Linked DNA regions of Mus musculus: all the other regions are linked to region 3. Evidence: chromatin contacts called from public promoter capture Hi-C data. All regions are on one chromosome and are shown on one strand. The core of a region is the stretch at or near the end of the contact, and the rest is flanking DNA. Distances in the headings are between cores, read along the strand shown.

Evidence for each region. Promoter capture Hi-C pulls out the DNA fragments that hold promoters and counts their contacts.
Region 1: a promoter capture Hi-C map of liver shows a contact between it and region 3. The contact joins the promoter of Dna2 here to the promoter of Atoh7 in region 3. A contact is called at or near these places in 9 of 39 promoter capture datasets (3T3-L1-derived adipocytes, the HPC-7 cell line, cranial neural crest and 5 more) and 2 of 9 other capture datasets (liver and macrophages).
Region 2: a contact with region 3 is called in a promoter capture Hi-C map of liver. The contact joins the enhancer-like site here to the promoter of Atoh7 in region 3. A contact is called at or near these places in 7 of 39 promoter capture datasets (the HPC-7 cell line, the SN4741 cell line, embryonic stem cells and 3 more), 1 of 115 datasets of contacts at active chromatin or transcription factors (embryonic stem cells) and 1 of 9 other capture datasets (pancreatic islet).
Region 4: a promoter capture Hi-C map of liver shows a contact between it and region 3. The contact joins the enhancer-like site here to the promoter of Atoh7 in region 3. A contact is called at or near these places in 12 of 39 promoter capture datasets (3T3-L1-derived adipocytes, the C10 cell line, the HPC-7 cell line and 8 more), 2 of 15 datasets of contacts at CTCF or cohesin (large pre-B cells and pro-B cells), 1 of 484 Hi-C or Micro-C datasets (the G1E-ER4 cell line), 2 of 115 datasets of contacts at active chromatin or transcription factors (embryonic stem cells and large pre-B cells) and 4 of 9 other capture datasets (embryonic stem cells, liver, macrophages and 1 more).
Region 5: a contact with region 3 is called in a promoter capture Hi-C map of liver. The contact joins the promoter of Slc25a16 here to the promoter of Atoh7 in region 3. A contact is called at or near these places in 9 of 39 promoter capture datasets (the C10 cell line, the HPC-7 cell line, cranial neural crest and 4 more), 2 of 484 Hi-C or Micro-C datasets (the N1E-115 cell line and embryonic stem cells), 2 of 115 datasets of contacts at active chromatin or transcription factors (large pre-B cells and pro-B cells) and 3 of 9 other capture datasets (adipose tissue, liver and pancreatic islet).

What each region holds. Positions count from the first base shown.
Region 1 is chr10:62,945,285-62,950,307 of GRCm38.p6, reverse strand. It overlaps Dna2 (DNA replication helicase/nuclease 2), which reads right to left and starts at 3,279. Exons shown (of 21, transcript NM_177372.3): 1 at 3,139-3,279; 2 at 943-1,125. The coding sequence starts at 3,215. Slc25a16 (solute carrier family 25 (mitochondrial carrier, Graves disease autoantigen), member 16) reads right to left here. Exons shown (of 9, transcript NM_175194.2): 9 at 3,814-5,023.
Region 2 is chr10:63,266,214-63,271,033 of GRCm38.p6, reverse strand. Herc4 (hect domain and RLD 4) reads right to left here. Exons shown (of 25, transcript NM_026101.4): 5 at 1,330-1,406. Among named protein-coding and RNA genes, the nearest start is that of Gm51767, 8.7 kb to the left of the region's middle. Within about 2 kb of position 2,928, at least 3 of the 459 cell types and tissues checked have an H3K27ac peak or open chromatin away from gene starts, as enhancers often do. A contact at or near this core is called in liver, where this site is marked.
Region 3 is chr10:63,096,894-63,101,675 of GRCm38.p6, reverse strand. It overlaps Atoh7 (atonal bHLH transcription factor 7), which reads right to left and starts at 1,891. Exons shown (of 2, transcript NM_001364648.2): 1 at 1,140-1,891; 2 at 396-940. The coding sequence starts at 1,520. The coding sequence ends at 932.
Region 4 is chr10:62,964,749-62,969,603 of GRCm38.p6, reverse strand. It overlaps Dna2 (DNA replication helicase/nuclease 2), which reads right to left. Exons shown (of 21, transcript NM_177372.3): 15 at 4,511-4,704; 16 at 3,098-3,187; 17 at 2,800-3,004; 18 at 1,862-1,951. Among named protein-coding and RNA genes, the nearest start is that of Rufy2, 13 kb to the left of the region's middle. Within about 2 kb of position 3,108, at least 6 of the 459 cell types and tissues checked have an H3K27ac peak or open chromatin away from gene starts, as enhancers often do. A contact at or near this core is called in liver, where this site is marked.
Region 5 is chr10:62,917,597-62,922,751 of GRCm38.p6, reverse strand. Slc25a16 (solute carrier family 25 (mitochondrial carrier, Graves disease autoantigen), member 16) reads right to left here and starts at 2,119. Exons shown (of 9, transcript NM_175194.2): 1 at 1,871-2,119. The coding sequence starts at 2,000.

The DNA of each region.
Region 1 (5,023 bases), core at 2,030-4,529, 150 kb after region 3:
TTGAATATATAAGTGCAGACAAAACACACAAAACAGAAATTTTTAAATAAAAATTAAACAAAATTAACTTGCAGGGCGTGGTGGCGCATGCCTTTAAACCCAGCACTTGGGAGGCAGAAGCAGGCGAATTTCTGAGTTCAAGGCCAGCCTGATCTACAGACTGAGTTCCAGGACAGCCAGGGCTACACAGAAAAACCCTGTCTCAAAAAACCAAAAACCAAAAACCAAAAACCAAAAAAAAAAAAAAAAAAACCCAAAATCATAATCATATCAATTTAAATTTTTATTATTGTTATTATTATTACTTTATTTAAGTATACACACATGTACCTGACATATGCCACATGCGTTCAGTGCCCAAGGAGGCCAGGGGACAATCTCCGATTCCCTGGGACTAGAGTTACATGAAGTTATGAGCTACTTTGTGGGTGCTGGGAACTAAACTCAGGACCATCCACAAGAGCAGGAAGTGCTGTTAACCACTGAACCATTTCTTGAACCTTCTTTTTTACCCCCCCCCCCCCGCCTGCTTAAGATTATTCTTTTTCTTTTTTAACATTTTTATTTTGTGTGCCTGTATGGGGTGAGTCCCAGGTATCAAACTCTGGTTTTCAGTTTGGGTAGCAGGCACCTTTACCCTTGAACGATCTCTACCTCCTTTCAAATAATTTATCCACGCAAGATGGGTTTTCAGGTGATGTCCTAGAGTTGGGACGGGAACTTAGGGGTGGAGCTTAGTTTGCCTGGCACACTCAAGGCCTTAGGTCAGGTGGTGTCCTCCAGACGCTACCAAATCATGCCAGGTAATCGCAGCATTTGGAGGTAAGGAAGTGGAGGCGAGATACCATCAGTTCAGGTACAGCCTGGGCTACGTGACAGCAAACAAAAACAACAAACCACCAGACCACCAAATCATGGCTCAAAGTCAAAAATGCAAATCACCAGCCATTCCTCAGGATGCACAGAACTTCGTGCTCTCGGTCCTGGGACGCCGTGACGTGCAAGCGCTTCTCCTCGGCTCCTCTTTCATTCTGCGAGGTCTCAACAGCTAGCACCAGGTACCGGTTATCCACTCCTCGGCTCAGAACTGTCTCTGGAAACAAAGCGTCCGCCTTCTTCCGAAGTCTAAATCGAAAACATAGAAACCATCCTATCAGAGCCGCGAGATAAGCAGCCGAGAGTTGGCTGTGTTCTGCCCAAGTCAATCTTCTGGTTTTCTAGTCTTGTTTGATCTGAAAACCTTAAACTTAAGAAAGACAAGGGGGAGAATTCCTGTTGTAAGAGCTGGAGGCTGGGGCTCAGTTGGTAGAGGGCTTGCCAAGCGTGCACAAAGGCTGGGGGTCGATCTGATGGCCAGCACTGCACAAACTAGGTGTCTGAGTGTGGTGGCTCATGCTTCTAACCCCAGCACCGAAGAGTCAGAAGCAGGAGAACGGAGTCATCCTTAGATGCGTAGGCAGTTTGGGCTAGCCTGGACGACATGCGGAACCATCTCAAAGCAAACAAGAAGTGAGTCTTCTCCTTTTAAAAGGTATATGAGCAATAAGGGAAGCTGGACACGATGAACCACTCCCATGGCTAGGGAGGCTGGGGCAGGGGAACTACCACAAAGTCAAGTGTTGCAAGAGATCAAACACAAAGAGCCAGACACCCAAGCTGCTTTAAGTAAGGAAGCAGACTCTCTCTAGAGGGTGGCTACCATAGCTCCTGAAAGCACAAGACGGTAATTTTGTAAGTTTCTGCCTTTGTACTTGATACATGGTTACATATATTCTGATCAGTATTCAAACTAGAAGGCAGTAATGGTTAGAACTGGGGAGGGGTACGGGTTAGGGTCAGTCTACAAACAGGAGAATGCCCACCAGTTTGGCCAACTCTCACCAATACCTGGACTAGACATTAATCAGCCTGTGTGGCTTTTTCTTGGGCCTCCAGGGCCCACTCCTACCTCCTAACCACACAAGGTTAGCCTGGTCTACAAAATGAGACCCTGTATAAAACAACAGCAACAAAACAAACACTTGGGAAGTGGAAAAAAAGAGGATCAGAGATCAGAAGGTCAAAGCCGTCCTGGGCTGGCTACACATCTCAGCTCGAGGCTAGCCTGGGCTACCTCAAAAACTGGAAAATACCAAAAAGGGCTTCTACCACAGTCGAAAGCAATTAGGAAGTACAACTAAAGAGAGCTAGTCCTGTCCATTTTCCAGATAACTGATATACTGGGCATGCCAAAGTTCAGTGGCATAGCACCTGCTGTGCTGGGCATGACAATGTTCAGTGGCACAGCACCTGCTTGCTGTACCTGGTCCGCCCAACTACTGCTTGAAGGAAAAAAGAGGGACGCGGGAAGCAGCATGAAAGGTTCACTGCAATTGCTGCCAGGAGCTGCCAATCATACTAATCTTTATGGCATTAGAGGGCTTGGACCTACTGTATACCGGGTGTAACACCTCCAGGAGCTCTTAAAAGATATATTGAAGGGATGGCACGAGCGCCAGGAGATGCCTCTAAACTCAGGCACTTGCATATGTACACTTAAGTAAATTTAAAAATAAATAAAAGCCGGGCGTGGTGGCGCACGCCTTTGATCCCAGCACTCCGGAGGCAGAGGCCGGCGGATTTCTGAGTTCGAGGCCAGCCTGGTCTACAAAGTGAGTTCAAGGACAGCCAGGGCTACACAGAGAAACCCTGTCTCAAAAAACCAAAAAAGAGAAAGAAAGAGAGAGAGAGAGAGAGAGAGAGAGAGAGAGAGAGAGAGAGAGAGAGAGAAAGAAAGAAAGAAAGAAAGAAAGAAAGAAAGAAAGAAAGAAAGAAAGAACGAACGAACACTGGGTCGTCTGACTAAAGGCGATTCCTGGCAAGCCTTCAGCCCGGAGTTTGACCCCGACGTCCCACGTGAAAGAAAATAACTAGCACGGGTGCTCCTCCGACCGCCACAAGCGGGTCTTCCGCACATGCAAATAAGACAAAATCAAATCCAAAGTATCAATGACAGGGGTGGGCTGACGTGTGAAAAAGCAGCGGGCTACACCAGCAAGCTCAGGTCCCAATTAAGACTGGCCGACGATCACCCTCCAGCTAACACCCGGGAAAACCGCGCAGGTCCCGCTCGCGCCCGCCGCCCTCCCGCAGGCTCACAGCTCCACCCGCGGCACGGCCTCCGCTCCGCCGTCCTCTTCCAGCAGCAGCAGGTCCAGCTCGTCCAGCGGCTCCATTCCTGCCGAAGCCCGCCGGGAGAGCGGGCAGCCGTAACTCGCGGCGCTAGAGAAGCGCCAGCTCGCTGCGCATGCGCAGCAGGCGCCCCGCGCGCCAGCGGCTCCCGCGCTCTCCGCGCCGGGAAGCACAGCGCCGGACCGGAGGCGCTTTTCCGCCGTCTCCACTCCAGGACCGGATGCCTGCATGAACCTGCTGGGCTGCCGCGCAACTGCACGCGTCTCATAGCAATCCCCCGTCTCGGGCTTTTCAGAGCAGGAGAGCGGGAGATGCAGCTGAATTTCCACTACGAACCTGTCTTGTTGCAGGGATCTGATGCCTCCCACCCTCTGGCCTGGAAAGGCATCCTCATGCACATAGTGCATAGTACTCACAAACACACACACAAACAAAATAAATTTTTTAAAAAGTAAATCTAAGCCGGGCGTGGTGGCGCGCGCCTTTAATCCAAACACTTCAGAGGCAGAGGCAGGCGGATTTCTGAGTTCGAGGCCAGCCTTGGTCTACAGAGTGAGTTCCAGGACAGCCAGGGCTACACAGAGAAACCCTGTCTCAAAAAAACAAACAAACAAACAAAAAAAACCAAGCCATCAAAACAAGGATAAAAAATTACTTTTAATATCATATGGATTCTATAACAGACATAGAAGGCAATTTCTTATTTTAGAAAATATCTTCAGTTCTCTTTATTGATAATATAATTGCGATATTTATTTTATAGATTTAAATTACCTTAAGATTGAATGGAATAATTAGCTACAATGTAGTCCAGAAATTAAAATATACAAAAGAGTTTTATAAACAGACTTATCCCCACTCCTGGTACATTTACAAATCACATGATACATTTTTATTTTTAAAGTAAAGATTATAAAAATGAAACTAATTCATCCAATTTTTTCCAAGATGTGACAAGAAATATTTATATACATGAAAAAATGCAGAAATAACATTTGCAGCTTAATTTTAATGTTTTAAAAATCACATCAGTTCTACAAATAACTACCTCTAGAGAAGGCTTGATGCTTCTACTCCATGGGTCATGCTTACAACAAAAAGTGTTCTAAACACAATGATCAGAATTCTTATATTCTAAACAACCTTTTTAAAATGTAACAATCAAAATGTGGTTTATATTTACGCTTCGGACTATGACACACTAAAATTACATTACATGGAAGAACTTATATCTTGACATAATACCTCAGAAACATTGCTTCATCTAAATTGATGGTCCATTTACATTTCCTAGTACATACCAAGTTATTTTAGACAAGCATCTACAATGCTACTCTCCTTTTAAGGGCAAAGATATTTAATCTTTATCATAACTGCCTCTGGGAAACGCAGTGGCATGATAATCAAAGTTCATGGTAATAGCATTTGAACAAGACCTGGGACTTTCTTCATTTGTTGACAATCTCCTTTCAAATACAACAGTAATTTTATTGAGAAGGAAGGACAACTGGGGATATACCTCAGTGTACAGCTGACTTTCTGATGGGATCTCATCATGCCTGCCATGTACAACGTCCTGGACTCAATCCCCAAAGAGAGTTAGAAAGAAAGAGCGCAAGGAAGGAAGTGCTTCTCAAACCACTAGACGGAAAGGTGTCTTTTTACCCACTGGAGAGAATTCTGAGAAGAAACATAATAAGAACACTACTTTGTTGCTGGCTCTGTTTCACAGACCTTACATTTTCAGTTCTCATTCTGCTACAATAAAAGGAAGTCAGCTGATTTAAATAACATTACACAATGTTAGAAGGCTGGAGATGTAGTTCAGAGGTAGAGCGCTTATCTAGCAAGA
Region 2 (4,820 bases), core at 1,679-4,178, 170 kb before region 3:
ACTACCTAAAGCTATAAAATGCAAGAAAGAAAAATCAGCTCCAGATAGAAAACTTTCTTAATTTATCAGTTTTTATAGAGCTAAACCTAATGTTTTGTTCACAGTGGACCCCACGAGACATTTACTAAAATAGTAACAGACACCAGAATGTATTTTTTTATTTCTGAGATAGCCTAGGCTGACATGGACCATGTAGAAAGCTTCCTGTTTTAGCTTCCCAAGTGCTGAGATTATAGGTATGTACCACCATGCCAGGCTGAATTTATCTTTTTATTTTTAATTATGTGTTTTTATTCATGTGTACATGTCTCTGTGAGTGTACATGCTTACAAAGTCCTTAGATCTCCTAGAGCTGGAATTCAGATGCTTGTGAGCTACCTGATATGGGTGCTGGGAACTGAACTCAGGTCCTCTGGAAGGGCGGGGTAGTCATAAACCCACTGGGCCATTCCTCCTCTTCAAATTTATCTCCCCTTTCTCCCTAGATTTTCTTTTTCTTCTTCTTTTTTAGATTTATTTAATCATTTTATTTCTGAGTACACTATAGCTATCTTCAAACATACCAGAAGAGGGCGTCAAATCCCATTACAGATGATTGTGAGCCACCTTGTGGTTGCTGGGAATTGAACTCAGGACCTCTGGAAGAACAGTTGCTACTCTTAACCATTGAGCCATCTCTCCAGCCCCCAAGTTTTAAATGATAAGGCAAAAACCATGGAAGATTCTCTAATTCATTCTCTAATGTTCAACTGGCATATGAATAAGTTATTGCTTCTAAATATTTAGTAATTAAGTAATAACCCAATTTCAAGCCTATATGGTTAAAAAAATTACATAATGCACAAAAAAGTTAAATACCTAGTAAAAAATATAATAAAGGCATATAAGGTATTTGCAGATAAAAGAAAACACTAATGCCAGGTGTAATGGTGTGCTTCTTTAGTCCCAGCACTTGGGAGGCAGAGGCAGGAAGATCTTTGTGAATTCAAGTCCAGCATGGTCTACATAGTGGGTTCAAGGATAGCCGTATTGATATATAAGACCCGGTCTTGAATAAACAAAGGAAAAAAGCCTAGTAAGAGAAACAGAGTACATGCAGAAGTATCATGTTCATGTGTTGGAAAACTTAACACTGTAAAGATTACCCTAATACTGATTTATAGACACCATAAGCTCAACAAATATTTCAGCAGCTTTGTAAACATAGAAACTAACAGCTGATTTAAAATACATGGAAATGAAATCAGGACAAATCTTGTAAAAGAAAACCCAGCGGCCTTTTGTTCAGAGTACCAAGAAGTAATTAGTTAGAAAGGGACAAGTGCTTACCTTTAGAAAGTGCAAGCGAATGATAGTAACCACACGCAACCTGTACTATCTGGATATCCGAAAGACTTTTAATATTTCTAGAAAAGAAAAGAGAGCAGACTTAATTCCCTCTGTGGAACAAGTGGATCTTACGTGCTACTCATGTGCAACTCACTGGCTAGTTGTCTGCTGACTTTTCAGGGCATGCTGTCTCTTTCAGTCACGGCCAATTATCAAAACTTCAGGTTAAAACCAATAATCAGAATATACAAGTATAAAAAGATATGCTGAGAAAACACTTAAAAAGACAGAATAGAAGCAAGGTAAACCATGCTTATAGATAAACATCCCTCAGGATGCGTTGATCACTCAAGCATTTTCTTCCATTATCTAAGACTTTTCTTAATTTTTAGTGTAAAACCTGGCAGTTTATTTGGAACCTGGTGTTTTCCACATCTCCAACATCAGAATGATGGATCCTAGTCCCCCACCTACTCTTCTGCTTACAGCCACATCAGTGGCACTCCTGTTTCAACTAGGGAAATTTAGTCCATTTGCATTTATGATAATCAATGTCATTTATGATAATCAATAATCAGTAATGCTATCACACTCTCAGCTTTTCCTAGCCACAATGCGTTCCTGGGGAGTTGGGGAGGGCTGGCTGCTACATCCCAAGCACCTTACACACTTCCCCTTCACCTGACCAATCTTCTCCTGCTTTTCTAAATACAGGTTTCTCAAGGGAAAGGTAAGAGGAATTTTTCTTATCTGACTTTAGCTGATACTGCCACCTGACCTGACTCTGCCAACTCAAAGTCTGGAGCAAATTCTGAACAGAGTTTTGATCCCTATGATTTCCAAAGACAGTTGCAGTGAATATTATTGTGAGCAGGAAAAGGGGCAGTTAGCTCTAACTCCACAGTGCATAAGAATATACACTTTTATTTAGTATATATATATATATATATATATATATACACACACACACACACATATATAACCTGAGAGTTGTGCTGCTTTAAACTAGCAGGTTCTAATGTACCTTAAGTTTTTAACGGTATAACAGAATGCTATAACAAAATAAATGCAAAAGAGCTAGAAACAAAAACACATGGATGTGTTTAATTGTGCTAAAGTTGGTATTAACTGCTCCTGCTGGTGGGTACCACCCACACCACATTCATCTTTTCATTATTAACTTCAATTTACAAGTTCATATAAAACATTTCAAAATACTAAATTCTCAAAGAACCACACGTTTTCCTGTTTTCATACAGTTATCACTACTATATATTCATTTAGTGTCTGTCTCATATGCTAAACAATGAACTCTATAAAGGCAGAATTCATCTTATATCCTATATCCACGGGACTCCCAAAGCCTAACACAGTCACAGCCAAATATCACTTGGTGAATGCACCATTTTTCAAGGTCTACAGAGTTTGAAGCCAGTCAGAACTACAAAGTGAGACACTGTAAAATTAAACAAACATCTTAAATGACAACACACTAAATTCTCTAGTTAAAAAAAGTGACTGAGCTCGGCATGGTGGAGCAGGCCTTTAATCTCAGCAAAGGCGAGTGGATCTGAGTTCAAGGCCAGTTTGGCCTACATAGTTCCAGGACAGTCCCTCTTCAAACAAACAAGAAGAGTAACTGAGTGAATTACAAAATCCAAACACATACAGCTGCTACTACTTCTTTTTGGTTTGTTTGAGACAGCCTCACTTGGTGGTCCAAGCTCACCTAAATGACAATTCTGGCTCAGACTCTTCACTGCTGGGACTGAAGGTGTGGACCACCCCAATTAGATCCTAAGAGCTGCTTCTAAGAAATTCATTTTACCTCTAAGGACAAAATGCAAGGTGAAGCAATGGAATAAGATACTCTAGGCAAAGAGAAGTAACAGAAAACAGTAGCCATACTTCTGTCAGATGAAAGGGACTTTAAGTCAAAAGCAGTAAAGAGAGGCAGGAGCACTATGCAGTGCTAAAGAGTCAACTCAGAAAACAATTCAATATCATCTGAGCATCCTAATATGCAAAACACGTCCTCTAGGTATTCTAGACCTAAGTGAGATCAACTCCAACACAGTAACACAGGACTCTAATGTCCCACTTTGTGTAGTTGACAGGATAGCCAAGAAAAACTCAATACAAAATCAGAAGTCAAAAGGTACCCTAGACCAAACTAGCCTAGCAGACAACTACAGAACCTCAGAACCTTCTACACAACAGCATGTGGAATATTCTCCAGGGTATGGCTGAACTACCTAGTAGGCCACAAACCAATTCTCAATAATGTATCTTCCCCCTTTTCTTAGTTTGATAAAGGTCTCACTTATTATTCTGGGCTGTCCTCAAAGTTGTTATTAATCTGAGGACGACCATCTAAAGCTTCTGTCACCACCCTGGTACTGGGATTAGAAGAACATGCAATTGGATCTTGGGGGGGGGGGGGCGGGTGCCATGTTGCAACAAGGCAACAAGCACTATCTCTCAAATAAGCTCTACCCCTAGCCCCTCAATTAAAAAAAAAAAAAAAAAACAAAATCTTTTTTTTTTAAAAAAGATTTATTTATTTATTATATGTAAGTACATTGTAGCTGTCTTCAGACACTCCAGAAGAGGGAGTCAGATCTCGTTACGGATGGTTGTGAGCCACCATGTGGTTGCTGGGATTTGAACTCAGGACCTTCGGAAGAGCAGTCGGGTGCTCTAACCCACTGAGCCATCTCACCAGCCCCGACAAAATCTTCTTTTTTTTTTTTTTTTTACAAAATCTTATCTTTTTCAGTCACAATACAATAAAACTAGAAACTAGTAGCAAGAAACAACTAGAGACTAAATAACTATACAAAATTAAACAGCTTAGTTCTAAACAATCAAATGGATCAAAAGAGGAAAAATTTTCTTTAAAAGGGGGGAAATAAAAACACAGCAAACCTATGGACTACAGGAAAGCTGTACTGAGATTTCAGCAATCAGTACTTACGTTAAAATAAGACCAAAAAAAAAAAAGAAAAAAAAACCCTGCAAACATCCATTCTTATCTCAAAGATCAAGAAAAGCAAAAACAAAAAGCACCCAACTTTAGTAAATGGAAAGAAAAATAGGTACCACAGTAGAAATAAAGAAATAGAGTTGGTTTTTGTTTGTTTTTTTTGTTTAAATGTACAAAGTTTTTCAACAGACAAAAATGGGCATCCTCCTAAGTAGATTAATAAAGTAGTCATGGGCCAACTAGATGGTTCAGTACTGCAGCACTTGCTGCCGTGTCTAAAGATCTGAATTCAACTCCTGGAACTCACGACGGAGAAGCACTATGTCCTGCACGTTGTTCTGACTTCCACACATGACACTGCTGCATATGCACACCCACATATACACATACATGCAAAAGAAATGCTAAAGGTATTTAAAATAAAATCAGAGATGAAAAGGGAGGCATTACAAGTGATACAAAATTACAAAGGACATTAGAGACTATTACAAACAACTCTACACAA
Region 3 (4,782 bases), core at 642-3,141:
TTATAGAAACAGGAATACTCTTCTGGGTGGCTATGCATCAGCATCTGCAGATGTGTACAATTGTGTGTGTGGATGTTCCTGCACACTTGTTAGAATGGATGTATCTGGATACTTATAAGATAATTTAGTAAGGAAACTAAAATATTGAATATTAAATATCTTCGTACCTGATAGCTACATGTTATTTCAATTTAGCTTAATGTTACCCAGGGTGATTCTCCTGCCTATTTTTGAGAAAGCTGAGATTGTAAGGTGAGCCACCACACTGGCTTGGGAGGAATAAAACCACTCCCTGTCTATACCCGGACGCATTCAACATCACCCCTCCCAATAGCTCTTGAGTGTCTCTAGGAAACTAGTAGAATATGTGTAAGTTCAAAACACACTCACATTAGTATTTTACAAAATCTATATTTTAATGTGTACAGTTAAAAAAATACAGAGCGCTCATACCCAAGTACTCTACCAGCTCCCCAACCCTCGACCCCAGGGGGGAAAAAAAAGTCTTACTCTATCTGATGCATGCACACACAATATACGGAGCATAAATGCATTTACACCACAAGGTAGCTGCTCAGAACATAAACAAGTCACATAATACAACTTCGCCCAATAGGGACAAACTTGCACAGTTTAAGAAGGTAACTAACTGTCTGATGGTTTAGTACCAGTCTTATTCAATCTTTTTTTTTTTTTTGACATGGGGTCTTAAATATTTAAATATATATGTTTCTCCACCTCCTGAATGACGCTAGGATTACAGGCCGTGCATCACCGTGCTCTGCCTAAGCGGCAGCTGGGGCTCAACCCCACTTTTATACATGCAAGACAAGTCCTCTACAAACTCGGCTAGACCCCAGCCCCGTTGTCTTAGGCTAAAAGGAACAGAGCATTATTTTCACAGCAGTCCAAAGTCATTCGCGATGTCCACTCATGAAACCTACAAAACACAAGAGAAGTGGAGATAGGGAGGCAATGAACTCATTTCATCTACCTGTTTGAAACGGGAAGGAAATTAAGCAGAAAAGGTGATTGAGTTTTCTCCCCTAAGACCCAAATGGCCCCGAGGCTTAGCTGGCCATGGGGAAGGGCTCCGGCTGGAAGCCGAAGAGCCTCTGCCCATAGGGCTCAGGGTCTACCTGGAGCCTAGCACCCGGGAAAGGGAGGTAGGGGTGATCGCGGCCCCGCTGCTCGCAGCGCAGCCCGACCCAGTCCCGCTCGGCTTCGGCTAGGATGCGGGTGAGCGCGATGATGTAGCTGAGCGCCATCTGCAGTGTCTCGTACTTGGACAGCTTCTTGTCCTGGCCCCACTGCGGCACCACCCTGCGCAGCCGGTCGAACGCCGTGTTCAGCCCCTGCATGCGGCGCCGCTCGCGCGCGTTGGCCGCCAGACGCCTGCGCGCCGCGCTCTCCAGCCGCCCGGGCCCCGCGCACGAGACCGCGCGCTCGGCTGCGCCCGCGCACGGGGGCGCGCCGCGAGCTCCCGCCGGAGGGCCGTGGGGTTTGCAGGCCGACTTCATCCACGCTGCCGCTCTGCAGGACTCCCAAGAGTGAATAAGACACAGACGGAGCGACTCACGTGCAGTCAGTCAGTGGCCAGAGGACACTGTGTGGGACCCTAGCTTGGGTCCTGCTGGGAAGTCCCTTCCCTTGCCCAGATGCAGTGGAAGTGATGCTCAGGAAAAAGTCATTCCTCCCCACTCCACCCCAAACACGTAAAGTTGAACGAGGAGGAAACTTTCTTGCAGTTTGCTGCGGATCGTTCTTGGGGGTCGGGGATAGAAAGCCTTTCCAGTTCTCTGGGAAAGCCTGAGACTGCTTTTCGGGGTGACGAAATCTTCCCAGAAGCTCTGCTAGGTCAGGAGCGTTTGGACAGCTTGCAGTAGATGTCGGACAGAGCGATGAGGGAGGAGAATTTATAGCCCAGGGCTCAAGGAGGGAACAGGTGGTGGCAGGTGGGCGGGCGTCCCTCCGCTCCCATCTCAGCACCTTCCTACCCTGGGAACGGCAGGGGGGAGGGGGCGACGCACAGCAAAATCCTGACATCATTGCCTTCGTCTGTTGAAGTGTCTCCAAAGCTATGTCCAACGCTAACTAACACACCATCTGGAGTGGCCTGGTCTGACTGTCCCCAATAGAATAAGAAGGTGGGGGTGAAGGGAGAGCCTGGTCCATCTTTTCCCAAACCAGCAGGAAGCTTACATATCAAAAAACAAAGGCCGGGTTTTTAAATGATTAAGTAGAAAAATCATTTTGCGGGAAGATGTTGCTTCTAACATTGCTAGGGCGTATCCGAAGGTTATCAAGATTTTGCTTTGTTAAGAAGCGGCGATAAAGTATTAACATTTTCATTTAATTTACTAAATAAATTCATACAAATTAGGAAATCCAAATACTGTTGCAGGCCTGGAATGTGACTCTGTGAATAATTTCTGTGAAACAACTTAAGATGAATCCAAAGATACAAATGTGTCAGTGTTCACCTCGATACTATGTTCTGTGGGTTCCAAGGCCTTGACAGGTTTATTCAGCAGCTCTATTTCATTTTCTTGTTCATTAATATTGAGCCACAAACTGAAATGATAACTAATCGCTTCATTGTTTACCATTTAAACTTAACAAGACATCTTCATGCACGTGTGTATGCAAAAACGGAAACATCTAAATAATTTGGGGAGTTTAAAAAAATCTTAATGCATTTTCTTTTTGCCTGTCTCTTATACCACTAAAAATATTTCATGCAATTCAGTGTTGTTCTATGTCCTCTGTCCTCAAGAACAGTAACAAAACATGATTTCCACCACTGATAATTATTAGATTTACACAGAGAAATCTTTAATTATCCCCTCTCGTCTCAGCTTGTTTCTTGTTTTTCAGGGGAGTGTAAAGGCAAAGAAACAGGCTCTAATATTTTCAGTTCTATATTTCAGGAAGGGCCAAGGAAGCTCTCTCTCCTTTCGAACCATGGATGTAACCTCAGATTTTTTTGTTTAGTTAAATCGTCTACATACAAATCAAGAGGCCTTTTAACTTGGACTTGTTTACCCCGCTGGTACCTCAGACTACAGCCCCAACACCACCACCCTGACTTCAAGCCCCGTCTTCCCATAAATAGTTTATTAGTCCCCAGCTAAAGCACTGACGGGGAAATGAAGTTGAATAACTTGAAGACAATGGGAAGCAATTGAACATTAATAATCTTCAGAGCGACAGATGTTGGACACAGACTTTTTGCACAGAGCCACTCAGCTCCATCACTCCTCGGTCCTAACAGTCACGTTGGGAGCAGCAGTTCTGCGCTGGGAACAACTGTGTTCTTTAGTCATCAGGATGTCAAACGTTCGCTTTTTAAGGTTTTCGCAGAAGTCTGCTTTCTTTGGGCTATTGTTCTTCGTATTAATTTAGCTCACCCTCCTCCCCTGAAGAGTCCCCTCTAGGAGACACCGCGGATTATCTCCCTGCACAACAGCCCATGTATTCCTGCCCATTAGTGTCCAGAGTATTAATAAGACATATGGTTTTGCAAATTGTGTATCCGGGATAGGTTAAGATTTCTTGGTCCACCTAACCAGAGAATCAAAAGCATTATCATAAAGGGGAAGAAGAAACACTGGAACACAAGCTACATGTGACATGAAATTGATCCAAAGTTAGAGGACCTTAACTAAAAGGGTGTCAGGGGGCGGCGGCGGGGGGGGGGGCGGGGGAGCATCTAGTAACGCACTTCCCACAGGCTTCTTGGAAGACATTGAGAGCACTGCTATCCCACACCTGGACAGTCCTGTGACACTCATGACGGAAAATCGGCACAGGAGAGATTCTGAGATCAATAGGAGAAGAAGAAATCTATTGACATCAGCATTGAACCGACCTGATCGAACCCAGAATTCTCTTCGACACAGTTATGAACACGCTACATAGCTGAGGGTGACCTATCCCTCTAACGTGACGGATTACGGGTGTGTGGGGGGCTGGGCTTCTGACATACTAGGCAAACAATGCCCTGGCTCAGCTTATCCCTCGCCTCCATTTATCTTATAGAGAAGATATCAGTTCAGGGACCCAGAACTATGCTTGGAAACTGGAAACATATATGGCTGGATTAAGAAAATAGGTCAAGTCTCTTGAATCCTTTTATATTGGAGGCTTTAAAACTTGAGATTTCAAGGGCTGGAAAGATGGCTCAGTGGTTAAGAGCACCGGCTCTTCTTCCAGAGGTCCTGAGTTCAGCTAACCACATGTTAGCTCACAACCATCTGTAATGGTATTTGATGCCCTTCTCTGGTGTGTCCGAGGAGAACCACAATGTACTCACATACATAAAATAAATAAATCTTAAAAAAAAAAAAAAAGACGAGATTTCAGCCAGGCAGTGGTGGTGCACATCATTAATTTCAGCAGAGGCAGAGACAGGCAGATAGATCTCTGAGTTTGAGGCCAGCCTGGTGTACAGAGAGAGTTCTAGGACTGCCAGGGCTACACAGAGAAATTTTGTCTCAGAAAACAAAAACAAACAAAAAATTATGAGATTACCTAATTATGCCCCTCACTTGCTAATGGGGCAAGAGAGCTCCACCAGTAAGTTCCAGAAGCCAGACAACGCACTCATAAAAGTTTCAGGAATATGATTAGCACTGCCATTCTTAAAGGTCAGAAAGCTTTAGGTTACAACCCCAGTGCCTAGGACACGGCCCAGAAAATACTTAATAGTCAGTACATGGATGTCAGATGGAGGGACTAGGGCAATAAATTATACAAACTGACTTAATAATAAGCACATGT
Region 4 (4,855 bases), core at 1,859-4,358, 130 kb after region 3:
TTGCCCGAGGATGTGGAGGCCAGAGTTCTGACCTTACAGGCAGGCCATCACATACATATGTCTGACATTTATATGGGTGCTGGGGATTTGAACTCAGATCCTTATGCAGGCAGAGACAAATCCACTGTGTTCTCTCAGCCCTTCAACTTTCTGCTGTTGCATTCAATCAAGGTTTGTAGTGTGTAGTTTCTACCACCCCACTTTAAGCTCTGGGGCGGACCGTGCTACCAGCCCCCCTGCCCAGGAGTCACCTCAGATCCACGTGTGAACACACACACACACACACACACACACACACACGTTTAAGTTTGTTTTAGCTCAACGGCCGGGCTCTTCTCAGCCTCTTGGCTAGCCTGCCCTCTCTTCGACCCCAGCAGCATCTCTGAGTCTGCCCTCAGCTCAGTTGCCTCAAGGAAGCAGCCAAAGGCCACTCCACCTGAGATCTCACATAGCTCGTGGCTTTCTCCCTCTGAAGCATGGCGAATCGTTTTCCTCCTGTGTCAGCTACCCTGCAGGAAACTAGAAATCCTGCCTCTTCCTCCCAGCCATCGGCTGCTAACATCTTTACTGATTGATCACCAATTGGGGAACAGAACCTTCAGCATTGTTCCCAATGACAGCATCAGAACCATGCCCTACAGAGGTTCTAATGACCCCACACACTCAGGACGCTACACAGTGATACTAAGGGGAAACTTCAATTGCTACCAGAAAAAGAATTGCATGTCACTGGGCCTGGTGGCACAACCTTTATTCCCAGCGCTCTGGAAGCAGAGGGAGGTAGACCTCTATGAGTTCTAGGCCAGTCTGGGCTACAGGAGAGCCAGATATATATAGACCCTGTCACAACATACAACAAAAAATTCTTAAGTTTTCTTTCTTTTCTTTTCTTTTCTTTCTTTCTTTTTTTTTTTTTTTTTTTTTTTGGTTTTTCGAGACAGGGTTTCTCTGTGTGGCCCTGGCTGTCCTGGAACTCACTTTGTAGACCAGGCTAGCCTCGAACTCAGAAATCTGCCTGCCTCTGCCTCCCAAGTGCTGGGATTAAAGGCATGCGCCACCACGCCCGGCCTTAAGTTTTCTGATTGTGGCTTTTAGAGTCTGTCTTTCTGTCTTTCTTTCTTTCTTTCTTTCTTTCTTTCTTTCTTTCTTTCTTTCTTTCTTTCTTAGTCTTTCCTTCCTTCCTTCCTTCCTTCCTTCCTTCCTTCTTTCTTTCTTTCTTTTTTTTTTAAGATTTACTTATTTTTTATTTATATGGTACACTGCCACTGTCTTCAGACACACCAGAAGAGGGCATCTGATCCCATTAAAGATGGTTTTGAGTAACCATGTGGTTGCTGAGACGTGAACTCAGGACCTCTGGAAGAGCAGTCAGTGCTTTTAACCACTGAGCCATCTCTCCAGCCAGTCCTTTTTGTTTGTTTGGTTGGTTGGTTGGTTTTTGGTTTTTCGAGACAGGGTTTCTCTGTGTAGCTCTGGCTGTCCTGGAACTCACTCTGTAGACCAGGCTGGCCTCGAACTCAGAAATCTGCCTGCCTCTGCCTCCCAGGTTCTGGGTATAAAGGCGTGCGCCACCACGCTCGGCCCGCTTTTAGAGTCTTAAGATTTGGGTTTTAGATCCTGTGAGCTGGAGTTAGAGGTGTTTGTGAAGTGTCTAACACAAATGACAAAAACTGAATTCCAGTTCTTTCTAAGATACCAGACCTTAACCACTGAGCCATGTTTCTAGATCCTGACCCTCCTTATCTCAATGAACAAGTTTTAACACCAGATCTTCTGTTCCTTAAGTGTCTAACGATATTTAACAAAACAGTCAATAATTTCTCTGCATGCAGAGCGACTAACCTGGACACCCCTGCATTACCTTTATAAAAGTTGAGGTTAGGAAGACAATGAGTCTGGCTTCTGTGACATTGCTAACACCACCATTTTCAACTTGCTCTGGAGCTGGGACCTAGGCAGAGAACCGTGAGTCAGTGATGCGATCTGTCAAGTTCAAGCAGCAGGGGGTTACAAAGGCCTGCCGACTAGGGTCTGGAGATAAGTGGGAAGCAGTCTGAAATAATATACAGGGGCATGCGCGTGCATACACACAGACACACGCACCCACCGCGGACATGCGCTGCACAGGCAGAGTTTATTTCCAGAGAAGCACATGACGACGCATAAAAAGCACTCCACACCTCTGGCTGGCTCTCACACGCCTCACTGTTGTCTGTCTCTGATCCTCCTAATTCCATCCTTCCTAATTACCCCAACCTTAAGAAGTTAACCCTGGGGCTGGTGAGATGGCTCAGTGGGTAAGAGCACCCGACTGCTCTTCCGAAGGTCCAGAGTTCAAATCCCAGCAACCACATGGTGGCTCACAACCATCCGTAACGAGATCTGACTCCCTCTTCTGGAGTATCTAAAGACAGCTACAATGTACTTACATATAATAAATAAATCCTTAAAAAAAGAAAAAAAGAAGTTAACCCTGACATGTTGTCAACCTATAGAACAAAGACCCCAAGAGACTGTAGCCAGGAGGTGCCATAACGCACAACTTTAGTAGCTCACTTGTGAGGCACAGGCAAGGATCATAGATCTCAGAGTCTGAGGCTGGCCAGGGGAGAACCAGGACAGACAGACAGGACTGTGGTGCTGCGCTGAGGTGTGGACGTACGTACGTATGTACGTACGTGAGCATGTACTAAACTTGGTTCTAAGCAATCAGGTCAAAAAGGTACAGTAAGCTGAGAAATTTAAATACTAAGACAAATATTTTAAAAGAACTGAAAATGTTCTTCACTCTGCCCTTACCTTGTCTGTGTTAAGGAAACACACGGGATTGTCTGGCTCTAACACTCCAGCCAGCCAGGGGCTGTCAGAGTAGTCGGCATAAAGCTGGAGGCTCAGCCTTGCGTCCTTGAGGTTGGGCAGGGCTAGCACTGCGTTGGCCACTCGGTCTGACCCACACTCCAGTTTCCCTGCGTATGTGAGCTTGTTGCTCAGGGACATAATCTTCCTGGAAGAGTCAGAGAACAGAGAACACCACCTGGGTTTGAATGGGGACGGAGAAGGAGCAGCCAGGCACCCAGGGCTGGCGGGCTGCACACACCTGTTCATTCGGTATTGCACGGTCAGCTGCACCACAGCGCTCTCGTTCCGCTCCAGCCTCTTGAACAAGCTCTCGCTCATGCCCAGAGCTCTGCCAACAAACCATATCATAAACACACCGAAGCGTCCCTTGAAAAGAATCCAACTCCTTTTTTACCTTTAGCTACCGATCCAGAGATGTGCATCTGCTTTGCCTGCCCACCGTGATGATCCAGTGGAGGCCAGAGGTCAACTTTCTTTAGTGACCCTCTCCTTCTGCCACCTTAACTGAGGCTCCAGGGATCAAACTTGCTCCTCAGGCTTGGGAAGGGCTTTTCCTGCTGCGCAATCTCACTGGTTCTCAAAAATACAGCTTAAAATAAAAACTTGCTCTTTTTTTTTTTTTTTTTTTGAGACAGGGGTCAAATCGAACCCACAAACTTGAAAGGTAGCACTGGATGGCCTTGAACTTCTGACCCTCCAGCATCGATCTCCCAAGTGCTGGAAATCTGTGCACTAGGCTTGGGTCATGCACCACTGGAACGGACCCAAGGCTCCGTGCACGGCAGGCAAACACATTGAGAGCTGAGCCGCATTTCCTACAGTTAAAGCTTCAGTACTGGGTGGTGACACGGGTCTGCCGTCCCAGCTCGCTAGACGCCTGAGGTGGGAGCCTGAGGCAGAAAAGATGCTTCAAGCCTGGATAATATGGCAGAATCCATCTATTAAAACCAAACCAAGGGCTGGAGAGATGGCTCAGTGGTTAACACTGCTCTTCCGAAGGTCCTGAGTTCAAATCCCAACAACCACATGGTGGCTCACAATCATCCGTAATGAGATCTGACGCCCTCTTCTGGAGTGTCTGAAGACAGCTACAGTATGCATACATATAATAAATAAAATAAATCTTTAAAAAACAAAACTGAAACCTGGGTGAGGGCACACAGGTTGGGAGGCAGAAGCAGGCAGATCTCTGGTCTACAAAGTAAGTTCCAGACCAGCTGGGGATACACAGCAAGACTCTGTCTCAGAAACAAAACAAACACTAAAATGAAATGTCTACAGCCCACTGTTATCAACTGAACATAGTGAGAAGAGAGAACAAATATCAAAGGAAGAATTTCCTCCATCAAACTGGCATATAGGAATGTCCAAGGGGCGTTTTGTGATTGTTCTCTGATGCAGGAGCAGGGCCGAGCCCACTGTCCCAATGCTGGACAGAGGCCTGGGAGCGAGCCAGTCGGCAGTGCTCCCTGTGAGCCTGGGAGCGAGGCAGTCGGCAGTGCTTCCCGTGAGCCTCTGCTGCAGTTCCTGACTTCACTTCCCCCAGTGGTGAACTATAATCTATAAGCCAAATAAAATCTTTCCCTCCCCCAGGACGGTTTTGATCAGTGCCTGACACAACAACGGGACACAGACAAGAGCATCTACCCACCTTGCCTCTCGGTTTACAACCAGGGGAGGCAGCTGCTGATGGTCCCCCACCAGCACAAACCTCCGCGAAAAGAACAGTGGGCCCAGGCAGACGGGCTGGCTGATTTGAGATGCTTCATCCACAATACAGAAATCAAAGGTTTTTCGGGAAAATATTGGGTGATTTATTCCCATGCAGGTTGTTGCAACAATAGGCTACAAGCAAGCACAGAAAACAAGCCATTTACCAAATGTCAAAGATGGTACTTGGGTCCCCGTCCCGGCCTCTTTCTGAAATTAAAAGATCAAAACCACCCCCCCCTCCAATAGCAAGAACCTCTCAATACTATTTAATTCAGAAACATGT
Region 5 (5,155 bases), core at 870-3,369, 180 kb after region 3:
TGGAGAAGGTAGGTCACTAGGAGTAGGCTTTGAGGTTCAAAAGACTCCCATCATGGCCAGTGTATATATACACACACACACACACTCACACACACATTGTGTACACATTGGTTTTTCAAGACAGAATTTCTCTGTGTAGCTCTGGCCATCCTGGAACTCATGCTGTAGACCAGACTGGCCTGGAGCTAATTCTGCCTGCCTCTGCCTCCCGAGTGCTAGGACTAAGTAACAAATGTCTTTTTAATCTGAGAAGAAAATAATTACATTCCCAAAACAGCTGCAAGCTATGACCCTATCTTTCCATAAGACCTCATGATGTGTATTTTTTTTATTGCCAGTCATAAATAATTAACTGAGCCGGGTGTGGTGGCGCATGCCTTTAATCCCAGCACTCGGGAGGCAGAGGCAGGCGGATTTCTGAGTTCGAGGCCAGTCTAGTCTACAAAGTGAGTTCCAGAACAGCCAAGGCTACACAGAAAAACCCTGTCTGGGAAAAAAAAAAAAAAAAGAAAAGAAAAACCACATAAATAATTACCTGATGACAACTCAAATAATCAATCATTGTGGGGAGGGAGAGGTTAAGAGATACAAACTTACAAACACCTGCTTACTGAAAGGGAGAGGAACCCTGGCACATGCAAGCCATCTGGTAGAGTAAGCACAAAGCACAGTGCTTCTTTTCAAGCAGTTACAAGCTTGTTTACCACGATTCCTGGAACCAGTTTTGGTTGTAGGCAGTTTTCTTTTTTTGTTTTTTGATTTTCCGAGACAGGGTTTCTTTGTGTAGCCCTGGCTGTCCAGGAACTCACTCTATAGACCAGACTGGTCTACAGCATGGACTACAGATTTGTTGTTCTTCTCAAGCCCCTCCCACTTTTGTCCATCAGTTTACCATCATCTATCTACAAGATTAACCAAAACAACAAAGCCAGGGATCTTTGCTATCACCTCCATCTATCTTCTATCGCATGACAAGGTCTGCGGGCCTGCTTCTCCAACTGTTTGGTTTTTGTTTTTTGATTTTTTTTTTTTTTTCGAGACAGGGTTTCTCTGTGTAGCCCTGGCTGTCCTGAACTCACTCAGACCAGGCTGGCCTCGAACTCAGAAATCTGCTTGCCTCCCAAGTGCTGGGATTAAAGGCGTGCACCACCACCACCGCTGGGCGGTTGTAGGCAATTTTGCACAATATCCTTAGTCATTTTATTTTGTTTTTGAGACAGGGTATCACTTTGTATTCCTTGCTTGCCCAGAACTTGCTATGAAGACCTGGTTGACCTCAAACTCAAGATCTGCCGACCTTTGCATCTGCCTGGTGCTGCGATTTAAGGCACATTCCACCATGTCCAGCTCATATCCTAGTCTATTTTTCAAAGTTAGCCTCTAGAGACGGACTGTGCGACATGTGCCTGTAATTCCAGCACTTGGGATGCAGAGGCAGGAGAATCGGGAGTTCAAAGCCAGCGTCAACTACATAAGGCTCTTGAGGTGGGGGGGCGGGGGGGAATACATTAAATATTCTCAAATCATTATCCGCACGCGCGCGCACACTCACGCGAAGGGGACGCGAGCCCAAGCTGGCCTCCACCTCCAAAACTTATTTTCCTTTCAAGCAAACAGCAAAACCCAATCCTACACTGTCACACGTGTTGTTTGTAACAGAAAGGGGTGGTCCCCACCATGTCCCACCTAAAGGATCCTGTTTTCAACCTTAAGAAATAGGTGCTTGGTTCAGCGGAGGGATTAGCCCCGGCTGCAGGGGCTGACGTGAAGGCCCGGCTGGGTGCTGCAGCAGGAGAAGCTCGGGACTGTCTGATCGGCCCGCGGACCGGCTTCAACACCCAGCCCCGGGGTCCGGGCGGCGGATACTGACCTCCGGCCAAGAAGGAACGCAGCCAGTAGAAGTCTCGGCGTGAGGTCGGGCCCCCGCTCCCAGCCGCCTGCGGCACCGCGGGTGCAGGCTCGGCCGCCGCCAGGGCCGCCGCAGCCACCAGGGCCGCCATCGGGACCTGCGCCACGTCCCGAGCCTCCGCTGCCAACTTACAAAACACTGGGCAGCACCATGGCTGGAGCCGGCTCTGACAGGAGCCCAGCCGCCGCGCGGGCGGGGCCAGATGATGCCCATGGCGCGCGGCGGCGAGGAATGATGACGCACGCAGCCGCCGCTGGGACCCGTCCAAGAGAGCAAGGCGGAAGTGGGCGTCACCCAGGGGGTCTGCGACACTCAGGGTCCCGGGTTTCCTGCTGAAGGTTTGCGAGCCTCTTGAGCCAGACCAGTAAATTCAGGCTTGCAGTCTCAGCACGAGCGAACCTGATGACTCCTGACCATGGAGATCAAGACCCGCTTGAGCTATGTAGTGAAGCTCATGCCTGTCATCCCAGCACTCAGGACTCTGAAGCAGGGGCATCACCTCCAGACCAAGACCAGCATGGGTAACTTAGTGAGTTCCCGACTAGCCCAGGCTGCAGAGAGAAAGATACTGTGTCAAAAGAAAATGCTAGACAAGCTAGCTGGCTCAACGGCTGAAGGCACTTGTCACTAGGCTGGCCGACCTGAGTTGTCTCCAGACCCGGCCTAGTTGAAGGAGACAGTCGATTCCCACAAATTATTCTTAGACCTCCATACATGCAACTTGGCAGCACGCGCGCCCACACGCGCACACACTATAATAAATGTTGAGAGCCATAGAGATGGCTCAGCGGTTAAAAGCACTCTTGTTCTTGTAGAATACCTGGGTTTGATTCGCGCGCGCGCGCGCGCGTGTGTGTGTGTGTGTGTGTGTGTGTGTGTGTGTGTGTGGTGTGTATGGTGCCTCTGGCATTAACACAAGCAGCTCAGCCTTCCCTGTCTTTCTGATCCACTCCCATCTTCTGATCTCACACACGATAAATTCTTTAACCTGCTGTCTTCACAAACTCTTTCTCTTTTATTTCTCCTTCTTTTCTTTTTCTTCCTCTCTCCCTGCCTTTCTCGGGACCGGCTATGGAGGCTTGGCTTGTTTGGAGATTCTAGCAGGGTGACACATCTATTCCCACACCCTTTATCAAAGATGGTGTCCTTCTCTCTTAGGGGAAGGTCATCTTTGTCCAAACAGGCATGTAGTTCTGGAAGCCATGTACATGGAGTGGGAAGAGGGGAGGAGACACTCACATAGACAAGCAGGTCGCCAGGCGTGGTGGTCCACGCCTTTAATCCCAGCACTTGGGAGGCAGAGGCAGGCGAATTTCTGAGTTCGAGGCCAGCCTGGTCTACAGAGTGAGTTCCAGGACATCCAGGGCTACACAGAGAAACCCTGTCTCGAAAAACAAAAATAAATAAATAAATAAATAAAAAGACAGCAGGTCAACTTGGTAATCAGTGGAGTGACAGATGGTGCAACTGCATCACCCTCACATCTGTGACCTAGGACTAAATACTAAATATGGCCCAGCCTGGTCTCTAGCCTGAGATACTTCTGCCTCAACCCTGCATGTGCTAAGAGTACAGGAGGATTTCACCACCACTCCTGGGGTGATCTTTATCTGTGTCTCTCTTCCCCCCTTCCTCTGTATCTCTCTCTCTCTGTCTCGGTTGTTCTCTCTGTGTGTGAGACGGGTGTCGGGGGAGAGAAAAAAAAAACAAACTAGGGATCCATTGACCTCAGAGCTTATCAAATGCTAGGCATTTGTATCTGACATCTAGGTTACAGGCATTTAAACTCCCCATCTTCTCTCCTAAGTATACTGTTCATTCAGCTTTCACCCTGCCACAAATGGGAACATTGTGTTCTGTCCATACACTAGAAAGACCACAGACCAGTCAGTCTCCCTGCTTTCTCTTGCTCTCTACTGTCTGTTTTTGACACAACAGCTAAGGCATTAATTCATTCATGTTGTGGTTGGGGGAACACATGTGTGGAGGTCACAGAACAGCTTCTGGAGTCAGGTGTTTTTCTCCTCACTACATGTGTCTCTTGTGGCTGGAACTCAGGCCTTTAGGTGTACTAGAAAGTACCCTTGCCCCACTGTGCCGACTTGCTGATCCTAAAGATGTAAAATAGCTTGGCATCGTGGCTCATACTTGTAAAGACAACATTGGAAAGGCTGGGGCAAGAAAAATGCCAAGAGTGTGAAGCCAACCTGCCCTACATGGTTCTGTCAAAGCCACCCTGAGCTACAGAGTGAAACCTGTTAGAAGAATAAGATTAAGGGCTTGAGGATGTAACTACGTTACATAGACTGCAACACGTTCTAATAGGACCTTCAGCACCAAAGTAACTGGATGTGGTGCTGTGCACTCCTGGGCTACATGAGAAGGAGACCCATCCTAAGCAAAAAAAAAAAAAAAAAAAAAAAAAAAAATTCTGTTTTTCTGTGTAGCCCTAGCTGTTTTAGAACTCACTCTGTAGACCATGCCTGCCTCTGCCTCCCACCTGCTTGAACCATAACTATTTCAGTAAAGAAAAGATAGTCCAAAAATAGATAGATAGGGGCTGGTGAGATGGCTCAGCAGGTAAGAGCACCCGACTGTTCTTCTGAAGGTCCTGAGTTCAAATCCCAGCAACCACATGGTGGCTCACAACCATCCCTAATGAGATCTGACTCCCTCTTCTGGTGTGTCTGAAGACAGCTACAGTGTACTTACATATAATAAATAAATAAATCTTTAAAAAAAATAGATAGATAGATAGATAGATAGATAGATAGATAGATAGATAAAAGAAAAAAGAAAAGATAGTCCAGTCTGTTTTGCTTAAGTTTCTGGTTCCCTTACCTGTGACTCTCCAGTATTGTACAGCAGTTTGCTGACCAATTTCCTTTTCTTCTGATACAGATTCTCATGGAGCCCAGGTTAGCCATAAACTTGCTGCAGGGTGCCCCACAATAATGTAAACTTTTAATTTTTTTAAAGATGTATTTATTGTGTATGAATGCTCTATCTGCATCTATACCTGCATGCCAAAAGAGGGCACCAGATTACATCATAGATTTGTTGTGAGCCACCATGTAGTTACTGGGAATTGAACTCAGGACCTCTGGAAGAGCAGTCAGTGCTCTTAACCACTGAGCCATCTCTCCGAGAGAACACACTCGTTCTTTTCTTCTCTTTTCTTTTCTTTTTTCTTTTTTTTTTGGTTTTCAAGATTTCAAGACAGGGTTTCTCTGTGTAGCCCTGGCT